2 separate regions of the Mus musculus genome follow, and region 2 is linked to region 1. A link is a contact called in public Hi-C data. All regions are on one chromosome and are shown on one strand. Each heading gives the region's core, a stretch centred on a gene start, on an enhancer-like site or on the middle of the called end of the contact. The rest is flanking DNA. Distances are from core to core; before and after follow the strand shown. Region 1 has its middle 11 kb from the start of Gm32622. Region 2 has its middle 390 kb from the start of Mir6343.

Region 1 (3,876 bases), core at 1,325-3,824:
CTTTGCCGTGCCTCTCTCAGGGAAATGAAGATCAGTGAAGATGAGAGACCCATCAGTGTTGCACAGCTAGCTCCATCAGTAAGCCAAGCTCAGCCTCTGTCACTGTCCATCGAGTCATATTTATACCCTCCAAACATGTGTGCTTCACAGGTCTTTCCTTAGCAGGTGTGTCTCACTTTGCCAATCAGTTTCAGTCTGGTAAGAAACTGCAGCACACCACCAGAAGTTTCTTGGTCCGTTTTTTTTTCTCTATGGAGTCCTGAAAATGCAGCCCACCTACGCTATGTAAGGTAGACCAATACATGCATGTGGTTAGCAAAGAACCCTTCATCACATGTCCTTTCACTTGCTTGCTTTACCAGAACATCCTCTCTCCTGTGTCTGCTTCAGCGAAACCTTCCTTCACAAGTCTGCCTTAGTCTTTCATCTGGGTACACTTCAGCTAAATGTTCCTTCATGTGTTTGCCCCAGCAAAACACCATCTAACTGACCTTCCAAAGAACCCACAAATTTCCACTTCAATAGAGTAAGCTTTAGGATAGCTAGGACTACACAGAGAAATCAACCAACCAATCAACCAACCAAAAAAAAAAAAAAAAAAAAAAAAAAAAAAAAAAAAAACCAAACAAACAAAACCCCAAGCCCAAAACAAAACAAAATAAAACAAAAACGAATAAAGGAAAAAAAAAAACCCAAACTCAACCAAGAACAAAAACAAAACCAACAAATAAACCCTACCCAAACAACAATACCCAAAGCAAACCCCAAACTAAAAACCAACCCCCCAAACCAAACCAAACCAAATCAAACCCATTGAGAACCAAGATGACAGGGAAACATGTCTCATCTACCTGGCAGCCTCTGTATGTGTTGCATCAAGGAATGATGGGAGGTGAGGCTTTACCTGAGTCATGCTGATTGCTGGGCTGAGGGCAAGGATGTGTAAGGATGTGCGACCCTTATACTTTCTTTTGGGTATTTCCCATTGTCATTACATTGTCCCCTGGTCCTCAGCTTCCTCTGGAATGTTTGATTCATAATTGTAGCTTGAAGCCTTTGCTGATGTCCTGACCTGCACTCAACCCCCTCAGACCTAAATCCAAGTGCCCCCCAACCCCAACCAGTTGAATGTCTGTCTGCTTCAATGAGGAAAGCTGCCAGGAACTGGCACATAAACCAATGTCTTGTCTTGACCCTAGCTCAAGCCTAGAATGATTAGCAAAAGATCATTAGAAATGGCTGCTTGTTCTCTGCAACATTTAGCATCATAGCCATGGCTTCCTTCCTGATGTAGAAAAGAAATGGAAATGAAACAACACTGTAGTTTTTCAGATGACTTCTTAGCTCTCCCATATAAACCCAGAAGCTCCAGGCTAGAATCCATAAAAGCAAAGAAACGCAGTGCAGGTTACAGGGGCTTCTGGGGTGTGTATCTCCTAATCTGATAATATTTCTAGCCGAATCTACTTCCATTTCTCACCTCTTAACTGACTTTTCAGCTTCTACCCCTACAATTCTTATTTCCCTCAGAAGCAACTCTGATCCTTTTAAGTTGTGAGTCTGAGTGTGTCAACCTTCTGCTCAGTGTCTGGGCCTCTAGTGGCTTCCCATTGTTCTTCTGAGAAGAGCTGAAGTCTTGACAGTGGTCTCTGATGACTGAGGGCAGGGGCTGGACAGCGACTATTTTGGCCTTTGCCGGCCTGGTGTCTGTGTGCTCATCTGCTGTAGCATGAGCAAAGCCATGGAGGATAAGGTAAGGCACAGCACGGCTATAACCCGGCACATTACCACAAAGGGCACGGGGTTGGATCTGGTCCATGCCTGGCAAGCTCCTGTCCCTTTTAGAGATTTGGCCTTAGATACCTCTCAACCCTCTTGCCTTCTGCTCTCGTGCTATGCTTCAGGCCCATGGGCCCCTGCAAATTCGTCACGCTCTCACTTGGGCCTTGAAACTGGCTGGGTTCAATCTAGAATATTCTTCCCCTACAACTTTGAGTGACACATTTTCTTATTTTCTTTGTTTCTGTTTGTGGATCTTTATCGAGAGCTCTCCCCACTCCCTAATCACTTCATCTGAAATAGCAAAACTTACTTTTGGCACGCCATCCTCTTTACCCTGCTTTCTTCTGCTTGGAGACTGTTGCTACCACCTGACATCACCACTCATGGAATGAATAAATGATTCTTTCGGGGAAAATATTACCAGGTGCCTCCTTCATGCCAAGCAGGGAGCCGAAATTCCAATAGAGAACAAAACATAGGCTTTGTTATCGTTGTACACGAGTGGAGCTTAAATAAACATAAACATGGGAGCCAGAGAGAAGTGCTCTGAGTAAAATTAGGCTGGCCAAGGGGGCAGGTTGTGGGGTTCTTTCTCTTCGTTTGCCTTCTGCCTGGCTTCATCTGAGTTAGAGAAAGCCGTCAATCCCTCCTCCCTTTGCTGCATAGTTAGAATCTAAGAAAAACTCAGTGCCGACAGGGGGCGCCACAGCTCTGCAAAGAGGTGAGAGCCAGACCCAGGCTGTCAGGCTTCTGAAAAGGGCAGGAAGGGAGCTGAAGGCTGCAGCCTAGGGACTGGGAAGTTGGAAGTTATGGGATGTAACAGGATCTGAACACTACAGCAGCCTCACCGCAAGTGTTTTCCATGGAGCGCTGCCTAAGCTACGGGGCCTTGCAGAACAATGCGCTTTTAAGTTAGATGCTTAATAAATCAGCCAGGCATGCATTATTATGCCGCAATAGAGCCCTTGTTGTGTCTTAATGCTCAATTAGCCAGTGCAGAATCTGGGTCGGGCTTTCTATCATCTTGGATGTGTGGCGGGAACTGGCCCAGGTCTCATTGCTCTACCCGGGAGTGGATGCTTTTGTATCTTAGCAAAGCCAGGCACTAAGGTTGAAGGGAAGTCACAGATTGGGAGAACTAGACCTTGACACCGACCTTCCTCAAAGTGGTTCAACTCCAGTTGATATAGATGGGAAAAAAATCAGTTCACAGAGAAGTTACTTGGCCCAAATCTTAAGATGAGTGAGATTCAAAGCCTCCTTTCTGATTACTGATTCTGGGTCATATATTAGCTTTCATCAGGCACATTTTCAGGACACCAACGATGCCTTTCCTATGCCTGTGACAGGTGCCATAGACAGTAACGCCTTCCCACTGTCTGATTCTAAGTTAACCACTAGCCAGAAGAAGCCTCATTTATTTGAACACAAATGGATAATCAATTAAGAAAGAGCCAAACAAAGAAACCCCGATTTTTATATTTTATGGACATCCCAAGGGTGAGGGTCCAGTGTCCCCATGGTACCAGATTAAAGACAAGAGTAAAACCTTACCCTTGTTGAACCCTGCCTGCTGCCTCCTGGGTGTTCCGGCATTCTCTGGAGTGGAGACAGGTAGGCACGGCAGCTGCAGAGCATCATAGCTTGAGGGTCTGCTTTCTGCCTTTTACATGTGATTTACATACATGGGCACAGTGCATGCTCCGTAGTCTCTTCTAGCTCATTCCCTCCTCAGAGGGTCAGAGTTGTGCTGAAGTCCCCCAAGACTGCAATTCCTGTTAGGTCTCCATAGTAAGAATGTGTTGACTTTAGTCCTAGTCTATTGACTGTCTGCAAGGCTGTTTACTAGTGCCAGGGGACGCAACCCATGTGACTGGAGAGACCCTGTGGCCCCTGTCAGGCACCCACATCAGTATTTGAAGTGGAACAGTCCTAGATAAGAAACACTAATCAAAACCATAATAAGACACTGCTACTCACCTGCAAGTAGGTTGGCTAAAATGATAAAAGTCTAACAATATTAACATTGGGCAAAGATGTGGGTCAAGTAAACTCATATGGAGTTGGTAAGAGTGTAGGTTGGCATGGTCACCA
Region 2 (3,841 bases), core at 582-3,081, 970 kb after region 1:
AAAGGCTCATCTGGCTTTTTCCACATGCAACTGTGATGTATGGGGAAAAAAAATCATTTCAGAATCCAACCATCACTGGGACAAACTGAATATTGGTGTCCTTCAAAGTGCTCTCTAGCCTTTTGTCATCTCTGGTGAAAGTATCTGCCTTCTAGTCTAGCCCCTGATTGGCATTCACAAACAGGTGTGGTCTCCAGACCCATCTCCTGCCCAGAGCCCATCTTGCTCACTACACTTGAAACCCAGATTCTGTTTTGACTTAAGTAACCTACGGAAGTGGGCTAATGGCAGCTCTGATGATAAGAGTCCCCAACACCCCATTCTGGGCTGGCTCAACACCTCATGTTGGTCCATGGTGGTCTTGGATCCCCTAACGGCAGGAACTCATGACTTCTAAGAAATTGTTGTGCTTCAGTTACTGTCTAACCCCAAAGTTTACACTAGTCCGAAGAGTTCCCTAGATCACTCTTTTGTACTGTAATCTTAGAATTCCTAGAGGCTGTTACTATAGAATTTTCCTACATCCAAAGTGGGATTTGGGATAACAAAGATTCCAAGATCTCTCTATTAAATAGAAAAATAGGCCCACTGTACCTTTAAACCGGTCGTGCCATTTTAAATGCCCATCGTCCCAAACCACAGACCTGGGGGCTCTCAGAGAATATTAAACCTGAGAGCAGTGCTGCTCAAACTGAACTTACACAGCCTCAGCCTCACCTGGTGGGCAACCAGGGACCAGGTAAGAGTTTGGGGTTTATGTATTCCCACAATAGCAAATTGGCTTAAAAATGCAGGAAGAAAAAAAATTTTATGTTCATATTAACATCTGGATATTTTGGAGTAGGTTACAAATTTTTACTTCATTTGCGACATGAAAATAAGATTTGAAAGCAACTCCTGCTTGCACTGGCCTCCTAGGCTTCGGTTTATTAACTACCTTAGGGAATGTGTTCATTGTTGCCTGTCACTTGGGGTGTACATCTGGAATTGGGAATCACTGCCTAGTTCTTCATCTTGCAGAAGTGAGAAGCTGCAGCCTTGATTTGGTCAAGGCCAACAATAGGCTCGTTTTAGAACTAACTAAACTTTGCCAATCAATCTTTATATTTTTAAAAAGCTTACAGTACTATAATCCCAGTGAGTATGTAAAATATCAATATATTTTTTAAATGTATTGATCATTGATAGTTTTTTCCCCCCACAGGAGAGAGTAGAGGCTGAATACAATAGAATATTAAGGGTGAATGTGTGTGTATGTGTGTATTTATAGACACAAGTTTTTATGTATAAATATCATGAATCTAGATTTCTGAGCTTTGCAGTAAAGATGCATCAGAGCGAGAAAAATATAACACAAAACAGACCGTTGAGACCACTGAATATGCATTTTCCCATTTTTCAGTTTGGTATTCAATATACTAGTACTCATTAAAATATAAGTGTGGCTCACCTAACCTCAGCCTTTTCCTTGGAAAAAAAAATCATGCCTTCTTAAGTATTTCCATCATTCATGTGAAAATCTAAAAGGGCTAACCATCTTTCCACTCACAGCTGCCTGCAGTAATGGATTATGCCTTTGAACTTGCTAGTAAACTTCACGGTCCTCGTATAAATATCAAACTTGTCAAACTTGCTTTCCAGGGAAGACCGGTAATGAAAGGCTTATCTGTTTGGGGAGTAACTTAATGCCTCAACTTTACCTCAAAGTCCCATCCTGAGAAAATTTCAATGCTAGGGAAGTTCCTGTCACATATCGGGGTCATCTCTGGCTAGGCCTGGAGGCTGCAGTCACTGAAGTTTGGGCCTACTGTTCTCACCACCTTCTACAGAGCCTCCAGCATTGTGCTGAACTCTGGGCCTCTCTTTACTCTCCCCCCTCCCTTTGAGTCAGGGCACCGGAGGATCAAAGAAGCCCAAATACAAGAAGTACAGTGGAAAGACATCAGTGAGGGTGCCGGGATCACCCCAGGGACCTAGGGGTTACCCAGGGTTGTAAGGTGAATGAATATCCAAGCGCTGCCCACCTGGCTCATTACAGGACTCAGGTTGCCTTCCCAAAGCGGCCAAGGGCAATTTCTCTGTCAGGAGATAGCAGTTTTTCCCTTTCTAAGAAATACGGGTATAGAGAGAGAGCAAAGCCCCAGAACTATGTATTTGCAACCAGATAGTAATCCTCACCACCACTTTTAAGCATAAAATTGCAGAGAACAAAAGAGTATGTTTTAAAGATTTGGAACAGAGCAGTACTCAAAGTATGAAGAACGGCTTGTGCCTGGGCCGCCTTCAGCGCTCGCCCCTCACAAGCATTCCCATCGCGATTTCCTAACACAAAGCTTGCTTCACTCTCAGATGTCCTGTTAAATCCTTAACAATCCCCACAAGGTACTGACCGCTTGGGCCACATAAAGAGCCCTCCACGGGAAGATCAGGGGTCTTTGTTTTCCTCGTAGGTAGTTGAGGAATGAGCTTCTAATGAGAACCTTCTGGCCTTCTTCAGACATGAAACTCTGTGATCTCAAGTTTCTGCAGCATGCCCCAGAGAAAGGGCTGAGAGTTTTAACGTATGCAGTGATGCCAGCTAAGGGGAAATACAGGGACCAATTGTGGCCCCCCCAGAGCCACCCCTCAGAATAAATGTTTCTACCTGGCCCTTAATAGAGACATCAGACCTCTTATGATTTTTTTTGCCTCCCCCACCTCCTAACCACTCCCAGATCTGTGGCCAGCTGTATTGTAGTTAAATTTCAAAATCCTCATTTGGCAGCTTTGTACAGTGGTACGGTAATGGTTATAAAGCCCGTGGCGCAAGTTGGAAAGTGGCAGGCACAGATACGCACTTTAAAGGAGGCATAAAACGAACGAAAGACATTACCGATGCAAGACCCAGTATTAACCACATTCATATGAGTTGTGTGTTTGTTCCAATAAACCAATAGTGCTAGATGTAAAATTAGCCTGTAAAACTTTCCACTTTACCATCTACCGTGGCTATGTTCAAACACCAGTGAACAAAGGTGACATATTTCTTTAAACAATGAGTTAAAACAGTGTATGTGACTCACAGCACACATGCATTCACAGTACACCATATATGTCAATACATATATAATATGCAATGTACTGCTGTACATGGAAGGTACATGTGCTTATATAGAATAGGTACAATGATTGTGATTACTAGGGAAATTGAATGAGCTTCTCCTTGCCACTTTAACTTATGTCAAACATTAAAGGAATCTGAAAGGTCTGTGTTTCCCACAGTTGTCCCAGAACACTGCTCTAGAAAGAGAACTGAGGTTTTTGTGGTAAACTTCTCTGGGGTTTATTCTGCCAGGGTACCTTATCTATTCTTCAGACAGAAACATCTGGATTTTTCCCAGGGACCACACCTGTTGATCAAGTCAATTGAACTCAAGAATGATAATTAGGTCATTTGGCCTGGATAATTAGGTCATTTGGTACTCAGTAGTGCTCTAGTTATGCTTGCCTAGGATGCCATGTGAGGCAAACCAACACTGTCAGTTGGGACATTATCTTCTTTTGTTTTCCCTCATGGTACCATAGACTGAACCTAGAGTCTCACATGTGCTAGGCATGCAGCTGACTGCCAAGCTACAGCCCCAGGCCTGGTTCAGAATCTGATTAGAAGCTTTGGGAAATCAGGCATAGCAGAACACATCGGTAATCCCAGCACTGGGGCGGGGAGGGCGGGGCGGGGGAGGGGGGGGGCAAAGGCAAGGAGAACATGAGATCAAACCTCCCGGTCTGGGATCTATTAGAAGGAAAGGAGGGAGGGACGGAGGGGGGGCGGATGGGAAGAAGGGAGGGAAGGAGAGAGGGA

The links. A called contact is a pair of places that touch in the nucleus more often than the background predicts.
Region 2: a Hi-C map of cranial neural crest shows a contact between it and region 1, with 2.7 times the contacts expected there. The contact joins two enhancer-like sites. A contact is called at or near these places in 2 of 484 Hi-C or Micro-C datasets (cranial neural crest and palatal mesenchyme).

What each region holds. Positions count from the first base shown.
Region 1 is chr1:75,923,442-75,927,317 of GRCm38.p6, forward strand. No RefSeq gene overlaps it. Among named protein-coding and RNA genes, the nearest start is that of Gm32622, 11 kb to the right of the region's middle. Within about 2 kb of position 2,575, at least 50 of the 459 cell types and tissues checked have an H3K27ac peak or open chromatin away from gene starts, as enhancers often do.
Region 2 is chr1:76,893,915-76,897,755 of GRCm38.p6, forward strand. No RefSeq gene overlaps it. Among named protein-coding and RNA genes, the nearest start is that of Mir6343, 390 kb to the left of the region's middle. Within about 2 kb of position 1,832, at least 17 of the 459 cell types and tissues checked have an H3K27ac peak or open chromatin away from gene starts, as enhancers often do.